Regions from separate parts of the Gossypium hirsutum genome. Here region 2 is linked to region 1. Evidence: chromatin contacts called from public Hi-C data. All regions are on one chromosome and are shown on one strand. Each heading gives the region's core, a stretch centred on a gene start, on an enhancer-like site or on the middle of the called end of the contact. The rest is flanking DNA. Distances are from core to core; before and after follow the strand shown. Region 1 has its middle 32 kb from the start of LOC121211384. Region 2 has its middle 84 kb from the start of LOC121212042.

Region 1 (5,970 bases), core at 1,097-3,596:
TGAGGGATTCGAGTCAATGTTAGCTACAGATTAAAGAAAACATACACAATTATCAATATACAACCAGTTTCACATTCAATTGCTAATTTATGTAAATTTTGTATTTTATTCAATTTAGCCCCTAAAACGGATATTAGCATAACTTTCAAATTTAGCCTCCAATTTTTATGCCAATTTCACTATAGTCCTAATTAAACATCCTATTTTTCATTTCTACCACAAATTTAGAAATTTATGCACTTTACTCCTTATTGAACAGAACCATTAATTGACTTTACAATTTAATCCTTTTTCAACTCTAAACTTAAAATCTATCAAATTAACACATAAAGCTTCAACTAGTCATCCATGGAAACATTCTCAATCTTTAACAGCACCAAAAAAATAAGTTATGAATTAGCTAGCTTAAGCTATCGAGATACAGGAAACATAAAAATTACAATAAAAATAACTAAATTGAACTAATCAAATTAAGCTTGAAACTTGAGAACCCTAAGGCCGTGGGTTCTTCCTTCGTCCTTTTATATTTCAGTGTTGAAAAAAAAAAAGAAAAGAACATTGGCTTTCTCTTCCATTAAGTGTTTTATTTTTATTTTATTAATTGTTATTATTTTATTAAAATTTTATAACATTTCTCTTATAAATATAAACCAAGCTACTGTCCACTAACCTATAAGTGGGTATAATGATCATTTTATTCCTTAATTCACTTCTAATTATTATAAATATATAGTAATATGACACTTTTACAATTTAGTCCCTATACCCTTATTAATCACTATTTTGACCAAATTACTTGTCTGAAATTCAATTCACTTCTAACGTAACTCCGTAAATATTTAATAACAATATTTGCGAGTCTGATTTGCATAAACGAGGTTCTAAAACTGCACTTTTTGACACCACTGACTTTCGGGTCGTTACAAGCTTGATAAACATGAAAGTCTTATTATCTTTTGGTGATTGAAGTACTACTTTTTAGAGATAAATATCATATTTATTCAAGGAAATTCTTCAAGGACTTATGTAACACCCCTAACCCGATCCAGTCGCCGAACCCGAACTACAGAATGCTACCACAATCACCAGAACAATCACACACAAATTATATCATTCAATTAGATTTAAAAATAAAAACATTAAACCATTACAATCACATGCACATTAGTATTTATGAATATAACTAGAACTAAATCGAGCTTTTAGATACAATAGAATAGATTCGAGCATGATTAAGGACCAAAATATATTTTTTTCAAAACTTTAGAAATAGGTATCAATACTTATTGAATTCGTTTTGGCGTTTTGCCAATTTGGAATTTTGAAAACAATACATATTTATTGATACCTTTAAAAGTGTCATTCTTTGACAAATAAGTATCAATACTCTTTATACGTAGGATACCGCGTCAATACTTAACGATCCGTCAAGAGTTTTGGCGGAAAAATGAACTCAAATAGCTTAATTAGGTACACTTTTTTTACGAGGAGCTTAATTGATTTTTTTAAAATTATTTTCGGAGGACTAATTTGACATTTTAACATTTTCAATACCTGATTGAAAAAGAAATTTTAGCTAATACACAAGGGTAAATACATAAATTTTAATAAAATATTGTAATATTCACATTTTAAATAATTCACGTACAATTACATATCAATATATTAAAATAGAAAAATATTATTTATTTTGATTTTGATTTTTCATTGATGTTAAGATTCAAAATTTATGCTATCTTTCATTGATATTTTGAATTTAAATTTATGATTTCATATTGGTACATTATGAAAATTATTTTAATTATATTTTAAAAAGTAATTGAATTGTATTACTACATTATAATTTAATAATATTACATGTGTAGCCCCTGAAATTAAACCTAGTATATATAAAAACAAGAATTCAATTTTTTAAACTTTTCATGTTTTTAACATTCTATTTTCTTTTTTAATTAATAAAAAAAGCTATAAATATGATAAATTAATAAACTATTAAACAAAAATCTAAAAATAAATATAAAATTCAAATTCAATCCCAACTTCAGTCGGACAAAATGCGAACCTTTTCATACTACAATATTTTCGTAGTAAAATCTGCTTACAGATTAGTGCATGCTAAAGAGGTTGAGACTGAGGGACTACATAGCTAAGAGAGAGACAAGTTGTGTATCAGAACGCCGAATAACCCTTTGGAGATTAATTTTACCTAGCAAGGTTTGTTTTTTAGCTAAAGATTGCTTCATGATCTGCCACCAATAAGTGTGCAATTTGAGGGGGTGCAAGGTACTGAAGATGATATTCACCCTTTTATGGACATGCGTTGCTTTCAATCAGCCCAGTTTCAGCTTAGTTAGAGGGCACCAATTTGATTAGATGTTTGATTAGAAGTGGTTACTATGATGGAAGCCTAGCAATACTCTTCAAGGCCCACTGGCTATTTGATTTATATGTTTGATATGTCAAAATCGAGAGCAATGCTTTATTGGTTATTGGAATATGTAATATCATAATAATAATGGTAGAGGTTTATTCTATTCAAAAGTCTATGCGGCTAAATCTCATTTATAAATTCTGTTTATTGTAAATATAAATTCAAATTTGAGTATAATTTTTTTCGTATCCTATATGAAATTAGACAAAATTTCATTTAGTTGTATCATTATTGAATTAATTTATGTCATTTGATAAATAATGAAAAAAGAGTAGGATTATTTTGAGAAATGGGAAATTTAAAATGTTTGGGGATGAAAATGGAAAAATGTTTATAATACTTAAGCCGAATCAGATGCAATTTGAAAGATTTTGTGCGCTCATGGATCGAGGCTTAACGGAAGAACTTTATAAGTTTCGAAAAATTGAATATCCAATGAAAGAAATTAAATTTCAATTTATTTGTAGAAACATATCAATTGGTGGAACTACCGATAAAAGAAAAGGATGTCGAACTTAGTTTAGTTATTTAAGCTTTTTTTTTTTTGTGTGTCCAATTAGGTACTTGAACTTAGCTTCATAATTCAAATTGGTTTAAATAAGTCATTCATTGTAAATATTAATTTGAAAAAAAAATTAAATTTAAGTACCAATTTAAACTAAAAAATTAAATTCAAATATTTAATTGACCCAAAAAAATTTAGTTACCAATTTAAAACTTAGGAGGAGGTTTAAGTTGGTGGTAGTCAATGGCTAATCAGTTATCTAATTATGGAATCATTGAGCAGTCTAATGGCAATACTGCCACGAAAAGATGGTAAAAACTCTTAGAAAGGAAATAATATTGGACTTGAAAAAAAGAAGTGATTTAGTGGGCTAGATCCCAGCCAATTGAAAACCTAATCCAAATAAGCAGCCCACACAATAGAAACGTTGATGATCTCTCAACCACCAATCCAGCAACAAGAAATTCCTCCCTCCACAAATTTCATCAAATAAAATTGGGGTCAAAATAAATCGACCATTTTTTGTTTCTTGGAAAGTTTTCAGTTTCCCACCCTCTGTATCCCTACAATGACCACCTTACCTTCACAAAACCTGCAATCGGTGCGACCTCTATATTTTTCTTCAATTAATTCTCTTAAATTTGGATCTCAAATTCCTTCATTAAAATTCCCCATTTCTTCTCCTATAAAACTAAAACCAGCCAAGCTTTTCACATGCAATAATGGCACCAACAACTCTGGGGTCGTGGGAAAAGCCTCTACCTCTGAATTCAGTGCAGATATAGGTGACGTCCTTGGGGATGTTACCATTTTCACTGCTGCTGATCAGCCTGTCTTTCTCAAAGACCTTAGGGACCAAAACCAAGTAAATTTTACTCCTTTCTTATTGCTAAAAACTTGCTCCGATCTTTGCCTTTTATTAATTTATTCTCTTTACCCCCAACAGGGAATTGCAGTTGTTGCACATCTACGCCATTTCGGATGCCCTTGTTGGTCCTCACTTGACTGGGCGTTTATTTATTTATTTATTTATTGTATGTGTAAATTTATATGATTCATTGCTAAACAAGTTATGTTCTTTGATTCATTATTAGCTGGGAACTTGGTTTAGAATTGAAAGAAGCAAAAGCAAGATTTGAATCAGCTGGAGTTAAACTGATTGCAATCGGCGTTGGTACACCTAACAAAGCACGTTTGCTTGCAGAACGGGTACCATTGATACCAAATTTATTATTATTATTATAATTATTGTTGTTAACAAATTTCATAAGTTGGCTCACTGAAATTGATTCAGCTACCATTTCCAATGGATTGCCTTTACGCTGATCCAAACCGAGAGGTAATATCAGTGTGTTAATGGATCCATATTTTCCCTTTAATTGGTTTTTTTAACATTCTCCTTTTCAGGCATATGATATTTTGGGCCTATATTATGGCTTTGGTCGTACATTTTTCAACCCAGCAAGTGTACATCTCTTTTCCATTCTCTGCAGTATTTTGTTCTCGATTTTTCAGATTTCAGTAATTTTGGACACAAACATCTATTACATTGATGGAGTGTAAAAATAAAACAAACACATGCTTGTCAATCATACACTGTCTAGGTCGTGCAGACTAAAGTGTTTTCAAGATTTGAGTCCCTGCAAGAAGCTGTAAAAAAACTACACAATTGAGGCCACCCCTGACGAAACAAGTAGTGTACTGCAACAGGTAAGCCTAATTTCATTTTAGCTTGTATAACCCTAAATTCACTGTTATAATATAAGTTTTCCTCTTTGATACTATCAAGGAGGGATGTTTGTGTTCAAAGGTAACAACTGTTAATATGCTCATAAAGATGAAGGAACCGGCGATCATGCACCTTTAGATCAAGTGTTTGATATATGTTGCAAAGTTCCGGCATGATGATAAAGTTAAAATGTATAGAATTTGAGATTTAGTCCCTGTATTTTAAAAGTTTAAAATTTAATCCTCCTACTCTTTTAATTTAAAATTCTTAATTCAATCATTACCATCGTTGGTAGTTTTTGTCTACTTATTATAGACTGATATAATAAATATATTAGATTGATTTGAAAATGTATAGGCATGATATTACAATTATATTGATAAATTCAATTTATTTATTGTTAAAATATTAATTATACAAAAAAAATAGTTAAGAAAGTGTATAAAAACTAATTTAAAAATATAATAGTGTATAAAGATCATTTCCCTATTCATACATACACATGGAGGAAATCAAAAGTATAAATAAGGGAATTAAAGGGTATATATAAAAATTTAAAGTAAATAAATTGTTAGGAAAAAAAACTTATAAAGTTTATTTTATTTAATTTTAGAAAATATATTTTAATGTAAAAATACTCTCTTTTTTTTAATATTAAGAACAATATTTCAAGGACCTTACATGTTATATTAAATTTTGAACAAGATGATTTCTTTTTGCTATTTAAATTTGGATTATCCAACAATAAACAACTTAATATGAAAATATTAGATATAATTTTATATTGCAAAAGCTATATAAATTAATTTTTAAATACCCTGCAAATGTAAAATTTTAATATGAATTATAATTTTAATGTTGAAAAACCTTTAGTCTAACTAAAATAATTAAAATACACATAAAATTATTTCATAATACAAAAGAAAAATTTTAAAAAAAACACATTAGAAAGTGTCACATGTTGAGTTTATATAAGATACCTTTAAGAATTATGTTAGTGGTTGAATCATCAAATCATCAATTTAACAATAATCAAATAAAATTTTAAAAATTATAATCCATTGAATCGTCTGCTTTTTTTCTTGGTTTTCAATTTTTTACCATTTCACAGTGGTTTGCTTTATTTCTAATTATATATTACCTATTAAACTGATTAGACCACCAGTTCTTGATTCAATTAATTCAACTCACCGGCATAATCCGATTGTGACAATACTAGATATCTTAATGATTTAAAAAATTGTATTTCCTTTATCCTTTGAACATATAATAAAAAAAGAATAAAATAAATGATATAGGTTACTA
Region 2 (5,970 bases), core at 980-3,479, 800 kb after region 1:
AATCAGATACAGAATTATCAAATTAAACATGCTCAACATGCTTTTAAACAAATAACAGATATACATATGGTAGTATAGTCAAGCATACATTTAGTATCCTACTCAAATCAGTCTATTAGAGTATCATATCATTCAAAATAGGGTTTAAATAGCCCTTACAGACCCTACAATAGACCCACAGTCGATCAGAGCGACTCGTGCGACCCTAGAAAAAATTTCAAAAATATGGGCCCACACGCCCATATTGGCCTTTACCTGTGTGGCCCATACAGCCTAGCCCAAAGTTCACACGCCCATGTGACATGCCCGTGTGGGCCCACACACCCAATTTGGCCATGCCTGTGTGGCCCACACAGCCACACTCTAGCTACCACACAGTTGTGTGCTGCGCACGACCTTGCCTTTGTCCACCACACGGCCACATGCGACATGGGCGACTACACGCCTATGTGGCGTCGACAATGCAGTTTTTCGGCTTTCACCAAAACTCAAATTTTTGCATTTTGGGAACACATCTAGTATGGTTTCGATGCAACAACACCTCTGAGACACTCAACACTTAAAATTGTCCAACAAAACACCAAATTAGCCACTTAAATCGACACCGATCTTAACTACAATGAGATAAACAACCCTTTAATTCCACTAACACCCTTACCTTCAATTGAATAACGAAGATTTCGCACAATTAGCCCACTGACTGAAAAGTCCCAGCCCCTTGATCTCCTCGTATACACCGAACGAATCTCATTAACCAATGATCTATATAACCAACACATAAATGTACCTACCAAACTTACCAGTAACGCATGAAGAGCACCGAAATAACGGAATACAAAAATTTGGCAGCAAAAAGATAACAGGAATAAAAACGACGGCAAGAAGGAGAAAGGGAAAAAATGGTAGAGAGCAAAAAAAGAAAAGGAATAACGTCAAACTCTTGGGAATTTCTGAAAAAGAGAAAATTTTGGAAAAAAAGATAAAAATAAAATATATCAGATAAGTTATCAGGAATCCCCCAAATTCTTCTCCACTATCCCACTGACAACCACTTCCTCAGAAACCCAATTCCATCGAAACGCTACAGATAGCAAAGCAAAAACAATACCCACGCTTGCACAGAGATTCAAACACAAGACCTCCAACACACCAATTCCCTTATCACTTAAACCAACAAGCTCATTTTGATATAAAATTACAGACAATTAAATATTAGCTCATTGAACAAAGATAGGGCTTAGATGTAAAAATAACAAAAATTGTTAAAGATAAAACTTGAACTTAATACCTCTCACACACACCCCAAAATACTTAACCACTAAAGCAGATACACAATTATATCAAATTTTACAGAAGCAAAAATAAATTATTTGGGGTGTTACAACTGTATTCTTAAATCTCTAACGGAATATTGACGTTATAATTTTTTCATTGACATAATAATAAATTTAACCTATAATATTTAAAAATATTTTTTCAATTTAATCTTTAACAATTTGAATAAATTTAACTTTTAATATTTACTCATTTTATCATTTTAATTTTAATTCTAAATATTCAAAAATTTTAATTACAAAAAAAATAAAAATATGTTTTTTTTTAGATTTGATTAAAAAAGGTTAAAAAATAGCTTTAGTTGAAATTATAAAAATGAGATAAAGAAAAAATTGAAATATTAGGTTGAATTCTATGTATGTATATATATATTTTTAAATTATATGTAAAACACCTCAAATAATATTTATTAAACTGAATTAAAACTTAATTGTTAGTTTCACTAACTGATATTATATGTTTACTTAAAGATAAAGATATTATATGTTTAAAGTACATAGGAATCTAATTATCACTCAATAAAGAATAAAATTTATTGTTTTTATTTTATTTAATCCTATTTCAATTAAGATTATATTATCATTTATCAAACAATATAATTATAATTATCATTTAATTTTAAACAATACACTAAACAAATTTTACTACTTCAATTCAACACTTATTTTTTTCAATTTATCAAACATAATATAGTCTCAGATACAAAATAACTAAAAAGACCTTCTTATTACAAAGTAAATTATATTATTATAAATATTAAGATTGTGAGGTTTTTCGTTCTTGGTTTTTTGCTGTGTCCATCTTTATTCTTTCTAAAAGAATAATCGGATGGTTGTGTAATGATTGTTATCTCTACCTGAGGTGGGGTTGTGTTGAATCAGTGGAATGCCCTCCAAGGAGTACAGATGGTGCTTATGTGGGTGGTCATAAACTTTCTAGACTAAATTAGGCCCTGCTAGATGGGAAAGGTCATCGATTCTTGGTTGTGTCACTCTTTTTGCATTTTTTTAGTCCTTTCATTTAATTTTTTTTTATCATAGAATGCATGCTTTTGTACCTCTTTCATGCAAAATCTAGTATGGCTATGCATGATACAACATTTATGGTAAATCTTTTCTTTGACTTTTTCACGTTAATAATAAATTGGCTTTTTGACAAGTCCGGTTAGTGTTATATTTGGTGTTGAGTTTTTGTGTTCTGTTATCTCTTTATTTTGGTCGTTTTAGGTTTTAGTGTTTTTCTATTGTTTATAGGAGTTAGGTTCCTTAAAAGTTGGTTGTTATCTTGTTTTCCATATCGTTTTTTCGTTGTGGTGCCTGTGCTTCTTTCTCTTTGTTAGTGACTCATTTTTCCTTTGGGGTTTTTATTTGGTGAGTTTTCATGTTCGTTAGATTTTCTTGGCCTCTGTGGTACTAGTTTCTTGTTTTCTTTCTGCTTTCCTATCGATTGGTTATTTTTATTTGGATCTATGTGTGTTTCTCTCTGTTTCTCTATTGTGCAGGTGTAGGATCGGTAGGTAGCCCCTTCTGGGGTTTGCTCAGGTATCACGTAGGTGGTTTCGGGAGAGTGTATTGAGGTTTAACAGTGTTTTGTGGTTCTTCCCAGATTGAGCAATGGAGGAAGAATTGAAAGATCTTTTTATAAAGTTGTCTGTCTCTGAAGAAGAATCAAAGAGGGTGTTTAGTTCTAGCAGATTCTCACTTACTTCAAAGGGCCACGAGGCATGGGTGATTAGCAAGTTATGACGAACGAAAAAATCAATAAAGAAGCAATGTATAGGGTTTTACGGTCTGTGTGGTATACAAAAGAAGAGGTGAATTTTGTGAAACTAAAGGAAAAAGTCATTTTGGTTAAATTCGGGGATATGGATAATAGAACAAGAATATTAAACCTTGCTCCATGGCTTTTCGATCAAAATATGTTTTCACTAATTTTGTATGTGAAGGATAAGGAGATAGAAGAGTATACTTTCAACCTCTCACCCTTCTGGGTGAGAATATACAACATACCATTCAATCAAATGAACAGACAAACAATGTTAGAAGTGGGAGAAGCAATTGGTGAGGTGACAGCAATTGATTGGAGGGATATGGATGGGGGTAGATAGAGTACATACGAGTTAAGGTAAAAATAGATATACTGATGCTTCTAAGAAGAGTGGTCTATTATGTGGGAAAAAAGAATGATGAAATTGTTTGTGCCATAATGATGAAATTATTTGTGCCATAAAATATGAACGACTCCAGGCTTTTTGCTACAAATGTGGTATTATAGGGCATAAAACAAAAAAATGTATAGCAGAAAGAGGCCAAAAGAAACTCGATAAAGCTGAACCCCAATATATATAGAAACTGGTTAAGGGTGCAAATGCGAAATACAACCCAAGGAAAAGGAAATTGGAGAAATGGTGTAGAGTTCTTAAAAAGAGGGGAAGGAAGTAATAGTAAGACACAAGCAAATAAAAAAGAAAAAATAGAAGAAGCAAATGAAGTGGTGAGAGAATTTGAAAAAGAAAAAATAAAGTGGGAGATGAAGAATCTGGGTCAAGCCCTCTTACTGAAAAACGGCAAGCTCGGGAGACACGTGATGGGGGAGGAAGGAACTGAACAAAAAGGAAAAAAATCAAGAGGTGGAAATGGGGACATCGTTGAAGATAACCCAATTTGCCTAGTGCGCAGAAAACTAATGGATGGTACCTCACCTTGCAAGGTGGCGGCTGGTGTCTAGCCCCGCCAAGAGAAATGAAGCTCTTATGTTGGAACTATTGTGGGATTAGAAACCCTGCGACAGTTCAAGAGTTGAAACAACTTCTCATTGCAAATTATCCCGATGTTATATTTCTATGCGAAACTAAAGTTCAAAATAACAAGTTTTCTCGTATTTGTAACAAATACATGATGGATGAATGTATGGTTGTCAATGTTATAGGAAAAAGTGGTGGTCTTGCAATGATGTAGAAGGAGGGCACAAAGGTTAAAATAAAAGATTATTCTAAAAATCATATTGATTATTTGATTCATATGGATAACGAAGATTTCATTAGATTCACGGGGTTTTACTGAAATGTCGACCCTAACAATAGAAGAAGCTCGTGAGACATGTTGAAAAGGGTGAGAAGCACTGTCAAGGAAACTTGGATTATAGGAGGAGACTCCGATGCAATTCTAAACGGCTTGGAAAAAGAGAACGGACGTAGGAAACCTAGAGCTTTGTTGGATGAGTTTCGTGAGGTTGTTGAGGAGCTCTCTTTAGTTAACTTAAAGACGGATAAGGGCTAGTATACTTGGGTCAACAACCGTGAAGGGAATGCCATGGTTAAAGAGAGACTCGATCATTTTATGATATCGGTTGATGAGGTGGCAAATTTTCCTTTCATCGAAACAAAAGTCATTCATCAGTTAAGCTTGGATCACAATGCAAGTTGTCTTAACACCATTGGTCGTAAGCCGAAAGAGGGAGCTAGGGATCAAAGACTTAGTTTTAGATATGATATATGCTAGTCAAAGGAGAAAGATGCCAAGGAGATTATTAAGAAGGTGTTGAATGACAACACAATAGACATTTTAGAAAAGATAGAATTGGTGGGCCATACCCTTGGTCCTTGGCAGTACGAACAATTCTATAAGATGAGAAACCAAATGGTGATCCTGAAGTTAAAAATTAATAACATCATTAATGGTCCGGGTAGTAGGTATGATGGGAACAGATTAAAAGTCATGAGATTGAAGCTCGGGCATCTTTTGGACAAAGAGGAGAAGTACTGGGCATAAAGTCAAGGATCCAGTGGCTAAAAGAAAGTGATAGAAACACCAGGTTTTTTCACGTTAGAGCAACTAATAGAAAAAAAAATGATATTGATAGGCTCAAAGATATTCATGGATGCTTGAAAGAAAATACGAAGGACATTTGTGCGGCGGCTAGAAAGTATTTTCAAAATTTATTTGTTTCATCTTTATCTTCTAATACCCAATTGAATGCTGAATATATTGATAATTGTGTATCACGGGAAATGAACGAGAATTTGACCAAGGAGTTCACTAACAAGGAACTAGTGGAAGCTTTCAACCAAATGTACCCTAGAAAAGCTCCTAGAATTGATGGCCTTTTAGGAAGTTTTTTTAAAGATAATTGGGAAGTGGTAGGAGCGGATGTTCTAAAATTATGCCATGATGTCCTCCGTGGGAAGAGAACTGTGAATAGTATAAATGAGACCATTATTTTCTTAATCCCAAAAATTAATTAACCTGTTGACATGACTCATTTTAGGCCTATTAGCCTTTACGGGGTTTTGTATAAAATTATTGCCGAAGTTTTAGCTAATAGGTTAAAGGCTACCCTTCCGAAGTGCATTAGCCAAAATCAAAGTGCGTTTGTACACGAGAGAATGATTCACAACAACATCCTAATTGCGCATGAATTGGTTCACTATTTACAAAGTGCAAAAAACAGTCCTAATAAGGGTTTCGTTATCAAGCTCGATATGAGCAAGGCTTACGACCATGTTGAGTGGAACTTTATTGAGGAAGTTATGCGAAGGATGGGTTATGCAGACATTTGGGTGGACAAAATCATGAACTATGTTCGTTCTGTCCGTTATGTTGTAAAGTGCAATTCCACCCTTTCAGAGACTATTAT

The links. Hi-C and Micro-C count contacts between places; a contact is called where the count stands out from the background.
Region 2: a Hi-C map of hypocotyl shows a contact between it and region 1, with 4 times the contacts expected there. The contact joins two enhancer-like sites. A contact is called at or near these places in 2 of 34 Hi-C or Micro-C datasets (hypocotyl and leaf).

The regions. Positions count from the first base shown.
Region 1 is chrA12:44,394,870-44,400,839 of Gossypium_hirsutum_v2.1, forward strand. It overlaps the pseudogene LOC107924374. Among protein-coding and RNA genes, the nearest start is that of LOC121211384, 32 kb to the right of the region's middle. Within about 2 kb of position 2,347, at least 8 of the 9 cell types and tissues checked have an H3K27ac peak or open chromatin away from gene starts, as enhancers often do. A contact at or near this core is called in hypocotyl, where this site is marked.
Region 2 is chrA12:45,196,227-45,202,196 of Gossypium_hirsutum_v2.1, forward strand. No RefSeq gene overlaps it. Among protein-coding and RNA genes, the nearest start is that of LOC121212042, 84 kb to the right of the region's middle. Within about 2 kb of position 2,230, at least 1 of the 9 cell types and tissues checked has an H3K27ac peak or open chromatin away from gene starts, as enhancers often do. A contact at or near this core is called in hypocotyl, where this site is marked.